Regions from separate parts of the Sus scrofa genome. Here region 2 is linked to region 1. Evidence: chromatin contacts called from public Hi-C data. All regions are on one chromosome and are shown on one strand. Each heading gives the region's core, a stretch centred on a gene start, on an enhancer-like site or on the middle of the called end of the contact. The rest is flanking DNA. Distances are from core to core; before and after follow the strand shown. Region 1 has its middle 17 kb from the start of EIF2B2. Region 2 holds the start of ACYP1 (acylphosphatase 1).

Region 1 (7,364 bases), core at 1,991-4,490:
TAATTGGAAGCAGGTCTTGAGCTGAGCAGAGTGGGCTGGCCCAGTGGCCTGCGAGTGAGCGGGTGCCGCCTCCATGTCACCCCACACATCCCACTGAGGCCTCACTGGGGGCTTCTGGACTCCTTTTACTCTGCTTCGGAAGTGCTGCTGTTTTAACCCCTTCAGGGAAAGAAGGTGGATAATAAGTGGGAGTCAGAGTTAGCTTGGTGGGGGGTGGAAGAGGCATGTCCTGAGCCAGGCATACACCAGGCCTTCGTCCATCATTCATTCATTCAACAAATGTACATTAATATTGAAAGTTAGCAATAGCCCTTCAAGATAGAAGCCTTACCTCTTTTTTTTTTTTTTTTTTTTTTTTTTGCTTTTTAGCGTTGCACGTGTGGCATATGGAAGCTCCCAGGCTAGGGGTTGAAATTGGAGCTGTAGCTGCCGGCCTATACCACAGGCAAGGCAATGTGGGATCCTTAACCCACTGAGGGAGGCCAGGGATCGAACCTGCATCCTCAGGGATACTAGTTGGGTTTGTAACCTGCTGAGCCACAGTGGGAACTTCCCCCTACATTTTTTTTTAATGACAAAAGAGGTACATACTTGTTAAAATAAAATTCAAGCAATATCAAGGCATATTAAGTAAAAAGTAAAAGCAAGCACTCCTGGGGTAACCTGTCTTCAATGCATTCAGTGCTACCTCCTGCTGTTTTCATCCGACAATGCATCATTAATATCCTTCCGAGGCAGTAAGTAGAATGTGGAGATTCCTCACTCCCATTTATTTATGTAGTTATTTATTTTACCTTCCAATTCATTTTTATCAAGGTAAACTATACATAACATAAAGTGTATCCTTTTAACCACTTTTTAAAAGTGTACTTCAGAGCCGTTAAGCGCACTCCTATGGTTGTATAACCCTCACCATTATCCACCCTCCTCAGTTGTAAAACACACGCCACAGCCGCGCAACTTCCTTCTTTTCATTAACCCTGCTTTTGTAACATACTGTGCTTTGGATGCCACAAAAGGTTCAGAAAGTGGGATGAGTGAAGTAGATCCTTCACCGTCCCATTAACGGAATTTTAAAGTTACATGCGCTTCGCCCTCCAGCCTTTTAGGGCAGCAATAACCAAATGGTAACCGTAGCAACACCCACACCTCCCCAAGAATGCAGCCACCAAGTCCCCAACGACAGCTGTCCTTTCCCTTCCTCCTGCAAAGTGAGCAGCAGGAGCTGAGCTCTTTATCCTGCATTGCAGGCTGGAGGTGATAAAGACAGCTGAACTCTCAGCATTCCTTCTCCACCTCCTCGGGTTCGGTTCCTGCATCCTCCACACGCCCAGAACCCAGGCCTTCTGGCTCACTCCCATTTTAAAGATGAGAAAACTGAGGCTCAGAAATATTTAATGGCTGTCCTAGGCTTCACAGCCAGGCCTTATTCTCACCCTGCCACACCTTCCAGTTCCTTCCCTGCACAGGGCAGGTATGACAGAGAAGAGAACCTGGAAACCCCCTGAGGGAGGGTTGGGATGGGAGAGAGGGGCTGCAGAACAAGAAGGAGCAGCAGGCTAGGAGGGGTACAGGGTCTGTTTGAAGTGCCGTGGGGCCCTCCTCCCACGCCCTCTAGGAGCCCATGTTGTACTCATGCCCCGGGGCCCGTGGCCCTGGAGGTCTGGGCTGGGCAAGGCTGGCAGCTGGCAGTGTGGAGGTTTTCAAACCAAACCTAGTAAGAGGGAAGTAAGGATTGCATTTCAGCCCCCAGGATGTCTGGGGCACGAATATTCTAGGCCTTGAGGGGCATTTCTCCCTTGACACCATTGGTGGGTGTGGGCCACTGCCCCTGCCCACTAGTGCCAACCTGACAGTCTCAGTTCTCCCTCTAGGGCTCCAGCTACCTGGGGGGAGGGGGTCACCCCTTATCCCAGCCAAGGCCCTATGGCCAGGACCAGGTCCTACTCACAGTCGGCTTGGGGCATCCTTTTGGGGAGGGGACAGGCAGGTGAGAGGCCAGCCCAGCCTGTGCCTCAGCCTGAAGTATAAATAAGACAGGCTCTGGAAAGGTCGTGACCCAGAGGCCTCCACACCAGATACCTAGCTGTCTGCCTCCCTGCCTGGGACCTCCAAGGGAGGGAGCTGGGAAGCTGACAGAACACAGAGAATGGACAGGAAAGGAACTCCCCGGTGTTCTTTCAGGACAGCACACGTGCTCTCCCCCACCACACGCGTGCATGTCCACACTCCTGCACATGCATACTAATGCAGGAAGGGAGACCTTGGTCGAAATGTAGCCCAACTGTCCATCATAGTGGCTTAAGGGGTGCTGCCTGCAGAAGCAGGGCAGGGACGGGTGGCCTGGAGGGCTCTCTGCGACTGAGACTGTCTGCAAAACTGACCCCACAAGGACCACCTGGACCTGGAAGGGGATCATAGAGATTCTCCCACAAGGCATTCAGGCCAAGCGGGGAAGAAGAAACTGATCCCCCACACACACTTTGCCAACATCCTTGGCAAACCTACTTTCCGTGCCAGGCACCATGCTGGGCCTGGGAGTACAGAATGCACCTGCAAGGCTCGCCTTGCACCAGGCACCCCTGGGCATATGGGAACGAGCATCTTTACCAGCAAGAGATCCCTCCACTTGGGGCTGGCTGAGCGGTCACTGGGGGGCTGCTGAGTGGTCTTTGGCTAAGCTGAGGCCATACCTCAGAGGAAGACTCTCACCCTGGACCCTGCCCCCAATGAAGGCCCAGGTAAAAAGAGCCCCAAAAGATCCATGTCTACTTCCCTCCCTGCCCACAACCCACCCATGCCCACAGTTCTGGTCTTGGCAGGGGGCCCTGGAAGGAAAATCACTGAGGAGGATTGAGTGTCAATTCACAAACTAATCTGATCAGCGCAAACAGCTATAGCACATGCTGTTCCCTGCTCCGCGGCGCTCTCCCCTGCCCCACAGACCCTGGCTGGCAGGCCCGGCCCCTGCCTGGCTGCGAGGCCAATTACAGCGGCCCTTAATCACCACGGTGGCGGCGGCAGCGTTAACAACTGTCTGCCCATCAGTCTCCTTCCCCGGGCGTCGCAGAGGGGATGACCCCTCGCAGCTCTCCTCCAAGGAGCAGCAGCGTGAAACTAGATCCCAACAACAAGCCAGTGGCAGCCGGCCAGGGTAACGCCTGGCTCCTCCCGCTGCCTGCTGGTCTCCTGCGTGTTTGCCTGGCTGCTCCTGGCCCTGGGGTGGAGGGCCCACGCGACAGGCCCGGGGACTGCGCATCTCCCGAGCACTAACGCCATTGCTCCCTCCCAGCCCCAGTGCTGCTGGGGAGGCGGGAGCTCTCTGCCAGCCAGTGGAAATTAGGTGCCCGGACATTGAGGTCTGCTTGGCATTTCCTGTGTTGGCTTTGGCTGGTGAGGCCAGGCCAGTGGGCCGCCCTCTTGACCCGAGCCGAGTCAAACCAGAACGTCCGGGACTCTAGAGCCCACTGACTTCTGCTCTGCGCCCCACAGGGAGTCCTGTTCCGGAAAAAAAGCTCACCCCTCCCAGCCCGGGTTCCCACTAAACTGCCTTCCCTTGCCTTGTAGGGTGCTGTGAGTGCCAGAGGCCTGGCCAGCCCCCAGCCCGGCTCATCTCGATGCATGTTCCTCAGGCTCAGGAATGGAGCCCATGGAATTTGCGGATCTCTGAGCCTCCCGGTGTCTTCAGGATGTGGCAAGGTCTCTCCGCTTGCAGGCCCCCAAGGCCGGGGTTCAGTGAAGGGGTGGCTCTGAGCTCCTCTGATCTCCTGCTCCTATCCGTCTGTGGAATAGTTTCCTTAGTGCAAGGCTCGTCCTTTGGACCCCAAGGAGCCACAGGCAGGGAGGATCCTCCGTGTGTCAGCAGCCGGGTTCAGCTTGGGAACCTGCAGGAGCTCCCATGCCCAGCCCTGGAAGAGCCAGCCTCACCTGTGGCCTTCAGCACTGCTGGCTCCGGTTACTCAGCCCGTGTTTTCTTTGGCTCTGGATCTCTGGGACACCAGATTGGCCAGAACAAGACAACTTTGTGATACTTAATTTCCCAAAGAGCAGAGTCTGCAACACAATCAGGCTGTTTGTGTGCTGTGCGGTCCCCAGCCACTCCCTCCCCAGTTGCCCCCATCTCTGCCCCACCTGGGGCCCCTGGGGGCGCAGAGCACTCTTCATTCCCAGTGGCCAGTGGTCTAGGATTTGACCAGGCTGGGCAGAGAGGGCAGAGCCAAATCCCACCGCATAGATGATCACTGATAGATAGCCCTTCCTCCTCTCCTCCTTGGGGTGCTAGAGGAGCCCCTGTGAGAAGAAGCCGGAATAGTCTAGAGCACAGGCTGTAGAGCTAGAGACACCTGAGTAGAAATCTCCGCTCTACTACACACCGGCTGTGTGCTTTGAACAAGGTACCAAAGGGCTGTGGAACTCAGATGCCTTGTCAGGAAAATGAAGACAACAGAGGTAGCTATGTTGCCTAGGGTCTGTGCGGGGAGTCAATGGGCCTTGCCTACAGCTAATCCCTCAATAAATGGCTATTCTTTTGTGTGTGTGTGTTTGTGTCTTTTTAGGGCCAGGAGTCAAATCAGAGCTGTAGCCCCTGGCCTTCACCACAGCTCACAGCAACACCAGATCCTTAACCCACTGAGCAAAGCCAGGGATTGAACCCGCCTCCTCATGGATACTAGTCGGGATCATTACCACTGAGCCAAACAGGAACTTCCAAGAAGAACATCTTTGCAGAAATTTTTCTGGGCCCTCCTGTCACCCTTGCCTGACCTCTGACATTTCAGATTATTTCCCAAGGGCGAGTACCAGAAGCAGAATTGCTCATGATGGTGATAAACACTCCTTGGTCTTCTTGATAAATATCATCCCAAACTTTCCAGAAAAATCATGTCTGTGGCTCCTCCCAGGAGCAGCATAGGAAATCCAGAGGCTTTTCCTTCCTTCACCACACATTTAGCAAATTGCTGAGCGCTCATGTGCCTGGTCCTGAGGAGCCAAGGACGCCTGTGCTAGCCCTTCTCTTCCCCTGGAGAAAGGTGGAGGCCTCCACTGGCAGGGATTCAACCATTTTTGAGGGTCCTCGAGACCACACTATCCTGGTGGGCTGGTCTCTCCAGTCAGGATGACAAGTCCTTGATGGCCATGGGGCAGAGCAGTTCAAGAGAGTGCCAGCCTGGGCCTGGAGCCGACTCAGGGAGACTGCAGTGCAGTCAGCCTGGAAGCAAAGAAGCAACTATGGGGAAGAGGTGTGGGGTCTCCACCCTAGGTGTGACCTAACCTTGGCCCAGGACCAATGAGCAGACCCCTTGGTGACTCAGCCTTGCAAAAAAAAATAGCCACTTATTGGAGTTCCCGTCATGGCTCAGGGGAAACGAATCTGTCTAGCATCCATGAGGACGCAGGTTCTATCCCTGGCCTTGCTCATTGGGTTATGTTATGCATATTGCACCATAAGTTTTTTTTAAAAAGAGATCATAAGGAAATATATCAAAATGCTCAGGCATTGCCATGAGCTGCAGTGTAAGGTCGCAGCGCGGCTCGGATCCTGCGTTGCTGTGGCTGTGGTGTAGACTGGCAGCTACCGCTCTGATTTGACCCCTACTCTGGGAACTTCCAGTAAAGTACAAACAAACAAAAAACAAAGATGGTCTTCTCAGTGTCACTTATAATAGCAAGCAAACAAAAACACAAACAGAGAAGATCCTTCACGATCCAGTGGCAGGAGACTGGTTAAGCGTATTATGCGACATCATCCACATAAGGAATTAAGGAGTGAGCACTACAAACTATACTAGGAAAATAGCTGATTTTTGAAAATGTTTAATTAAATTTTTCATTAAAGTATAAGTTGCTTTGTTGTGCCAATGTACAATGTTGTGCCAATTTCTTCTGTACAGCAAAATGACTCAGACATACATATATATATACGTTCTTTTTTTTTTTTTATATTATTTTCCATCATGGTCTATCCCAGGAGATTGGATGTAGTTCCCTGTGCTAGACAGGCAGACCTTATTGTTTATCCATTCTAAATGTAATAGTTTGCATCTTTAGGAAAAAATTTTAAGGACATGGCAACATCTGGGTTAAAAAAACAGGATATCTAACTGCTGACAAAGTATTATCTTAACTATGTGAAAAATCGGTGATGAATGGATAAACACAACATAAACTATTTTATTATTATTGCTTTATAAGTAAGTTGTCACTTTCCTTACCTTTTATTTATTTATTTTTTATTTTTGGCCATGCCTGGAAGTTCCTGGGCCAGGGATCAAACCTATGCCACAGCAACAACCTGGGCTGCTGCAGTGATGCCACAGACTTCACTTATTGCACCACAAGGGAACTCCAAATATTTATTATTATTATTATTATTATTATTATTATTCCGCCTTAAAAAGTAATGAATTCTGACATACAATGTGGATGAACCTTGAGGACATTATGCTCACTGAAATGAGCCAGACAGAAAAGGACAATTACTGTGTGATTTATAGGAGGCACCTAGAGTAGTCGAACGCTTAGAGACAGAAAGACTGCGGGGGAGTCGAGAGTTATTGTTTAATGGGTACAGAGTTTCAGTGTAGGAAGATGAAAGATTCTGGAGATGGCGATGGCTGCCTAAAATATGAATAGACATTTAAAAATGGATATACTCTTTAAAATGGTTAAAACGGTAAATTTTATGTTATGCATATTTTACCATAAGTATTTTTAAAAAGGAGATCATAAGGAAATATATCAAAATGTTCTTAATGAATATTTTTGAGTGAGGGGATTAAGGGTGATCTTTTTCGTTTCTGACATTTTGCCCCTAGTAAATGAGATTTTTTTTGTTTGTTGTTTGCTTTAAGGAAGCTTGCTCCAGCATCTCCCAGATGTGTGTGGGGGTGGGGGCAGGGGGAGAGGCTTAGTCCAGCTGCAGTTGGAAATGAGGGGAGAAGCACAGCCTGCTGGGGAAGGGCTGGCTCAGAGAAGGCCTGGGGTCCTCTAAGCTCTCACTCCCGCCCGCCCCCGTCCCTCCTCCCCACGTCCTGCTGGCCTTTTCCTCTGCCTTCCCTCCACACTCCTTACCCGGGGGCCTCTCTGTAGGAACAGCACAGTCACTAGCCCGAAGGGGCTGTCCCAGCTCTAGCGGGAATGTGGGCTCAGGGCTTTCTCAGATGGTCAGTACCCACGACGTCTTCCCCCGCTGCTGCTCCGCCCCAGCCCAGCTGCAAAAACAACAGCCCATACCCAAAGTCCTGTTATTGCAGCCCGGAGCAGAGCCTCAGTGTGCAGCGGAAGGAGTGGGGACGGGGCCTGCAAGCCCTAAAGGGACTTAGGGAGGTTGGAGGGTCCCCTCCCACTCTCCTGGGGAAATCTGG
Region 2 (7,364 bases), core at 2,207-4,706, 79 kb after region 1:
GGTTGAATGTGATGCTTGGCAATGTTTGAAAATGATGCAGAACAGAGTACCTGGCTGATGTTCTTTCTCTAAAATTTATTTTCTAAGAACTAGTTTCTCTGTAGAATTAACCTACTGAGTACCTACTATGTATGGGACACCATAGGATATACAAAGATGAAGTTATATAATCTTTGTCCTCGAAGAGCTTTTTATTTAGTGTAAGGGAGAAATATGCATGCAAATAATGACAATAAATGCACAACAGGCTAATTCAACTCCATGAGCATTCACTGAGAGCTCATCACAAGCCAGCCCTGTGCCATAACAAGGACAGAAAATATTATGAGAGCACAAAGGAGCAAAGAGATTCATTCTGACTGAGAAGATTGGGAAAGTGTTCTTGGAGGAAACAGTATATTACCCAGGGTTACACAACCACAAACAGTAAGTGAGGGAGCTGGGATTTAATTCCAGGCAGTCTGAGTCCAGAGCCTACTCCCATGAATGCTATGCTCTACCACCTGCCAGTACATGGACCTTGGAGTAAGGCGGTACCACTGAGGTATGAAAGTGCAAGTAATCACGTGCGGACGGACCAGGGATTCTCAACCCTGGCTGCACATTAGAACTTCGGGGGAAGCTTTTCAAAATACAGATATCCAGGCTTCATCCCCAGAAATTGCTTTCCCTGTAGTTCTAAAGCATAGCCAGGGCGGAGATCCTCAGGGCTAGATTCTGGGTAGGCAAGGCTGGAGAGGCGGGCTGGACCTAACCTGGAAAGTTGAAATACCATGCTAAATTACACATTTCAAGTTTATTCTTTAGGTAGAGAAGAAGCCATTGGAGTAGGAGAATGACAGGATCGACAGCAGTTTTGGGTTTTTTGTTTTTTGTCTTTTTAGCGCCGCACCTGCGGGGCACATGGAGATTCCCAGGTTAGGGTCTAATCTGAGTTACAGCTGCCGACCTACACCACAGCAACACCAGAACCTTAACCCGCTGAGCGAGGCCAGGGATTGAACCTGCAACCTCACGGTTCCTAGTTGGATTGTTTCCACTGTGCCACGACAGGAACTCCAGGATCAACAGTATTTAGGATAATTAATTATTCTAGCAGCAGCATGAAGGATGGGCTTGGGGAGCAGATGAACAGCAGTTAGAAGAGTGGTGCTGTCCCAATGAGAAGTGAGGAAGGACTCACCTAGGGCAGCAGAAGTGTAAAGGAAGGGACGCATATAAGAGACATTGCAGAGTAAATTCAACAGAGCCTGCTGACCAGTTAGAGAGAAGCGATGACCAAGAGGGAGGAGTGGAAGATGACTGTTGACTTCAGCATGAGCGGGAACGCTGGAGAAGTGGATTGGGGGAATGGGGAGGTGATCGTGAGTTTACTTTTTGTCATATTGAGTTTGAAGTTCCTGAGAAATATTCATGTGGAGGTGCTACATGGGCATTTGGAAATCTGAGTCTGTAACTAAGCAGAGAGAACGAGCTAGAGAGCAATTAAACATAGGTGAGATTTGAAATTTGAGTATCTGGTTGAAATCATTAAGGAAGAGAATGTCTGAAACTGCATTTATATGAGAAATAAGAGGGCTTGTTTTGGAGAAGACCTACATTGAGGGGCAGGTGAAGAAATACGTAAATGTAAGGGACACGAAAGAAGATGGAGCAAGGACATGAAAGAAGCAACCAAGATGGCACACAGGAGCAAGTGAGAAGAGAGTTCCAGTGAAGAGAAACATCAGTAATGTCAAATGAGTAAGCTGAAGAAATAGCAGCTTTTGTTTTTGGGTCAGTGGAAGGTCACTGGTAGCCTGGTGGTTAAATAAAGTGGAGAGGGGGGAGCCAGACCACAATGGACTAAGCAATGAGGGAGCATCAAGGCAGCAAATGAAAAACTTTCTATCAAGAATCTAATTTTCTATTTTTCTATTAAGAGAAAGGAATGGAATCCTCAGGTGAGAGTTCAGGTCAAGGGAAATGAGGTTAGTTTTGCAGCGGAAAGTTAAGCATATTTTAAAACCCAAAGAGAAGCAGTGTATGGATAGATACAATCTGAAGTCAAGGTGTAGGGGTAAAGTGAGTCAATGCCTGGAGGGTACTTTAAGGGACTAATTCAAGAGAACTCATGAAGGAGTTCCCCTCCTGGCTCAGTAGTAATGAAGCCGACTAGTATCCATATGGATGCGGGTTCGATCCCTGGCCTCACTCAGTGGGTTAAGAATCTGGCGTTGCTGTGAGCTGTGGTGTAGGTCGCAGACGTAGCTCAGATCAGATCCCGCGTTGCTGTGGCTGTTGCGGAGGCCAGCAGCTACAACTCTGACTTGACCCCTAGCCTGGGAACAGCCATGTGCTGCGTATGCAGCCCTAAAAAGACAAAACAAAACAAAACAAAAGAGAGAGAGAGACTTCATGGAAAGACAAAAGATTCTTCTTCCTCAGAAACAGGAGCGAAAGAAGTTAAAATGGAGGGAGGCACCCTGGGAAATTCTGCCAGACTGGAGGGGAGCTTAGGGAGTTGATGACAGACAAGCCCCATGCTGAGATAATTAGGGCCTTGAGAAGAGTGGGAAATGTCTGGAAATGCATACATAGAGAAGGCAGTGGAGAGTCAATTAGAAAAGAAAACAAGGCATAAAAGTACTGCCCTTGGAGTGCCACCAAGGAATTTCTTCGTAACATGTAAAAACTGTAATATGACATATTAAAGTATTAACACCGACCACTGCTGTCCGTATTGTTCTCCATGGGCATGAATCTTTTAAGCAGTTACAGGGAAAAAAGTAAGCTGCTTGTTCCAAGTAGCTTACACAAATGAATTGAAGCATAAAGACAAACAAACCTTCTTCTGATGTTAACAAGTTACAGAGCATCTTTAGTGTTGAAACCAGGTTATATTGAGTATTTTGGATCTGGTAGTTAACTTTATTATCATTACACTTGGTTGAGTCACTCTTTGGCCGCAAGAAGAGAGGATCAGAGTTACCACGTGAGAGTAAAACATTATATCCAAATAATTAGATTGGCTACGAAAACGTCCCCGGAAAGATACTGCAAAAGACACCGCGTAGCAAAACCTAGCCGATTTGCTAAAATTTGACGCAAGCTCCAAACTATTTGCAAGGAAAGCCATGGACAGTATACAGCCGTACCTGGGGCCCGTACAAAGCAGCCGAGCGTGCTAAGAAAAGCTATCAGTATGCCCACGGCGGCTAAGAGGGCGGACACCGGAATCCTGCGGCAGGTCTTGAGGACACATCTAAGGCGCTCCATCTTTTGCCAGAGAAGGACACACCCCAGGACCTGAAAGCATCGCTCTGAGAAAAAAAAAAAAATACAAGCCCTTTGATGGAGCCCCAGAAAAGCCTCTCCCACCCTCTTCTCCCGTTCCCTAAGGGCAGGGCTGGACGGAGCTGCAGAGTTGGTGGGACACCGGGTCAAATGACACTCGTGTTGACCGCGCCCGCGACCGGGCGACTCCCGGGTGTGCGGACTGCGGCTGCGCACGCTTCTCCGGTGGAATTCGGGGCGTGGCGGGACTGGGTGCGCATGCGCTTCGGTCTCCAGGCAACAGGAATAACAGAGGCCCGCCAACAGCGCCTGCACGGCGGCGGGCGGTTGGGAGGGTGGTGTGTGGTCTGGAAAACTAAATTCTGGGGTTTCCCCTGAGCAGGAGCCGTCTGCTAGAACAGGTACGCGGAAGGGCGGGAAGATATGGGGTCAGCACCTCGACCTCCCAAGGGCCCGAGAGACTGAAGAGCGAGCACTTGTCCCTAAAGCAGAGTTTCCAGTGGGGCTACCCGGCTGACCCTCCAGGACAGAACAGGACTTATGCGTTCCGGATATGAACCCCGCCAGATCAGGTGTTCTCCGCCTCTCAGGTTACCGACCTTCCGCCATCTGCGCTGCGAGGACACCTTGCGAGAGGGTTTGCCAGCCAGGCACTTGCTGCAGGCCTTGAGCCGGCTCTCTGCACTTTGGGGTCCAGCACGGTTCCAGCAGGCGGGAAGTCCTGAGAGCAGTTTGTGCCAGTTGCTTACCAACAGGCTGAAGTTTTCTACCTGTAAAATGGTGGAGCGGGACTTGGAGTCCTAAGGTCCCTAAGTTCCAGCCATCTAACTCTTAAGTGAACCCCTCAGTTTACTGGTGAAGAAACTGGAGCCGGCGAGGGGATGCTGCTTGTCCTGACTGAAAACTGACTTTCAGCCCAATAGCTCATTCCGCCTGCTACGGAGTATACTGTGTAAGCAGGAGCATCACTATGTATGATATATATAAAGGAAAGCTAGGTGGCAGGAACACCTGTATCACATTCCCTTTTTCTATCCTTAGGACCTAATAAGCACCCATAGGACATAATAAGCGCTTATCAAATGCTAGACCTAGCAGCACTGTCCCTAAAAAGTCTAAGGGAAACTGTGGGTAAGACAAGTGTAGAAATAGTTTACTTTCACAGCTGAGATGAACCTCAGACAAACTCCTCACATATGTCTGGTTTAAATCTCCCCTAGGCTTCTGTCCAAGCCCTGAATGGCTGGCCTCCAGTTGGCACTGACTCTGCCTGTGGGCATTATGTTCCCATATAATAAAAGGGAAGCTCCAGAGCTCCATTCAGTTAAGCAAGATCCCTATGAAAAAGGTGACTCTTCCCAGCGGTCTTCTATGGGGCACCTGAGGAATAATTTCCAGCAGGAGCTTTTGAGCAACAAAGAGCTGACACTAGATAAGCTCTACACTCACCCCAAATGGAACACCAGCATGAAAGCCTGGAGCTGCTCCTATCCCCACTGTGCTGAAATAAGCCAGCAAGATTCGAGAAAAGGTTTGTTTTACTCATCAGGCCCTCAATCCCAGTATCCCAAAGCAAATATCCAGGAATTCATCCCCTTTACAAAGAAGCGAGTTGGGGTGGACCGAGCATACCCACTGAAACCTGTGTTTCACCGGAAGTCCCGTAGTACAGGTGAGGCTGGCACTGATGGGGACCAGAATGTCTCTCTAAGATCCCATCAGCCAAGAAAGCTCTCATACAGCAGTTTTGGTTCAAGGAACTGGGTGAATTCATCTGTGGTTGGTTCCGTTGCTGCCACTCAGGAGGAGAGGGTTGTGGCAAACCCCAGCAGGATGGAATGGATGCAGATCCAAAGACTAGAAGCTGCAGGGGAGAGTTTAGAGGAGGAAATCCGAAGAAAAGAGACTCTCCTGAGGGAAAAGCTGAAGAAGACAGAGGAGGAACTCAGAAGGATCCAGAAGAAGAAAGAACAGGCTGAAGAAAATGAAAAAAGAGAGCTACAGAGGAGAATGGCACTACCCAGGAGGAGAGTTAAAGGCAAGAGTAACACCTCACACAAACCTATCTTCTCCCCAGAATTCAAGTCTGCGGAGGTCTTCAGTAGAGATGTAGGAGACGATGAAACTTGGGGACGGTCTCAAGAAAATTCTAGTCCATTCCAGTTCTCTGATCATGGAATTCAGAAGCTCAAAAGGGAAGGACTGATGGCAAGCAATAACCAAATCCGAGACCGAGTCTCAGGGCCGCTGAAGGAGAAGTTTTCTCAGGCTTCAGAAATGCCACCCAGTGCTTTGCAGAGATCTACCTGCCATTCTAGCTTGTCTAGGGCCCCAGACTCCTTGGGTTCCAGCTGTTCCACTGAAGAGCCAGAACTGGGTGCGTGCAGCCACTGTGGACGGAAATTTCTCTTGCTCAGACTTGAGAGACACTCCAATGTCTGCAGCAGGATGCGGGGTTCCAAGAGGAAAGTCTTTGACTCCTCCAGGGCCCGGGCTAAGGGCACAGAACTAGAGCAGTACTTGAACTGGAAGGGATCGGCCTCAGTCAAGGTAACAAGGGCCTTTAATGATTTGCCTTTGAATGGGGGTGTGAGCCTGTTATATCCTCATCTGTTTTCTTTAGAAAAATGTCATGTGTCATGCGTCATGTGGGGAGAAAGCGAGAATTAACATTTATTGATTACTACTGTGTGCCAGTCACTGTGATATTGTCACCACAACCCTGGGAAGATTTCAGTATCTCTTTATCAGTTTCAAAATTTAGTCTCAGGTTAACTTGTCTGAGTTCACAAATAGCTTTTAATGGCAGAGTCAGCATGTAAATCTGGGTCAGAATGACTCCAAAATGTAGAATTAAAAAATATGTCCTTTTGATTATAAAAGTAGTAAACATTTTAGAAAATTTAAGACATGAAAAATATAAAGAAAAAAATTATGCAGTGTTTCAGCACTCCCAGAGAATTCCTCACACTTTGCAATATACCCTGCCACCTCCCAAGATTAGGACCTGTTACCACTCCTAGAACTATACTTTTTCAATTAACTTTGATGAAACTTCTTAGTAAATATATGAGGTACCATTAAGTTTGGGACTCTTTTTCTCCCCATTTCGAGTGTCAACACCTTAAAGGTAGAGGACTTTATTTTGGGTTAACATTTCTAGCTATGGAAAAACTAGATTGTAAAAAGTAAGGACTTGGAGACACTTTCATAAGTTTGGGGGAACTTCATAGGCACATTTGGACAGTCATGTCTGGAGATGGTTGTCTGAAGAATAAGCCTACCATTCTGTTAAGGTAATATGCCACTTGGGTTGTACATGAGTGTTTCTCAAAGTGTGACATGCTGACAAACATTTCTCATCTTAGTAACTTAAGGTGTATTAGAAAAATATTGCGTAGTAAGCCCTTGATTTCCAGGAACCATGAATTTAAAGAAAAACTATAATGGGGGATAAAGTGAGAGTGGTATGCAAATGATTAAAGTGTGGGAAAGCCTAGACCACGTAATCTCGAAGCCCCATCCAGTTTTAGAGTTTCATAAACTACCAGAGCGTTATTCTTTTTTTTTTTTTTTTTTTTGTGCTTTTTAGGGCCGCACCCAAAGCATATGGAGGTTCCCAGGCTAGGGGTTGAATCGGAGCTACAGCTGCCAGTCACGGCCACAGACACAGCAACTCGGGATCCCAGCCCAACCTTGTGGTTCCTAGTCAGATTGTTTCTGCTGCGCCATGACCGGAACTCCGAGAGTGTTCTATTTTCCTTTCTTTCCAACCCTCCCACAGCTATGCTAGCACCTCTGGTCTGTTAGCACTTTACAGGTTATGTGTGTATTTGCAGGGCCTTTAAAAACTCACATTTATGTGATGGCTGTTAGGAGAAGTCCTTTGCAGTTATATTTCTTTGCGTACAATATGGGGGAATAACTACAAGAAAGTCCCTTCCATGGTCAGCGATGATCTCCATGAAATCCAGTTTCCAACATTTTGCTTTTGCAGATAATGTGATCACCAGTTCCTGTTCTTTCCTGTTTTCTTTCTGGTCGACCCAATAATCTACTGGAGTATTCTTTGTCCCACTACAGTGATT

The links. Hi-C and Micro-C count contacts between places; a contact is called where the count stands out from the background.
Region 2: a Hi-C map of skeletal muscle shows a contact between it and region 1, with 8 times the contacts expected there. The contact joins the promoter of ACYP1 here to the enhancer-like site in region 1. A contact is called at or near these places in 4 of 47 Hi-C or Micro-C datasets (embryonic fibroblasts, epiblast stem cells, fetal liver and 1 more) and 2 of 2 datasets of contacts at active chromatin or transcription factors (alveolar macrophages and skeletal muscle).

What each region holds. Positions count from the first base shown.
Region 1 is chr7:98,182,946-98,190,309 of Sscrofa11.1, forward strand. No RefSeq gene overlaps it. Among named protein-coding and RNA genes, the nearest start is that of EIF2B2, 17 kb to the right of the region's middle. Within about 2 kb of position 3,241, at least 23 of the 83 cell types and tissues checked have an H3K27ac peak or open chromatin away from gene starts, as enhancers often do. A contact at or near this core is called in skeletal muscle, where this site is marked.
Region 2 is chr7:98,261,697-98,269,060 of Sscrofa11.1, forward strand. It overlaps ACYP1 (acylphosphatase 1), which reads right to left and starts at 3,457. Exons shown (of 3, transcript NM_001190198.1): 1 at 3,138-3,457. The coding sequence starts at 3,258. ZC2HC1C (zinc finger C2HC domain-containing protein 1C) reads left to right here and starts at 3,556. Exons shown (of 2, transcript XM_021099532.1): 1 at 3,556-5,826. The coding sequence starts at 4,516.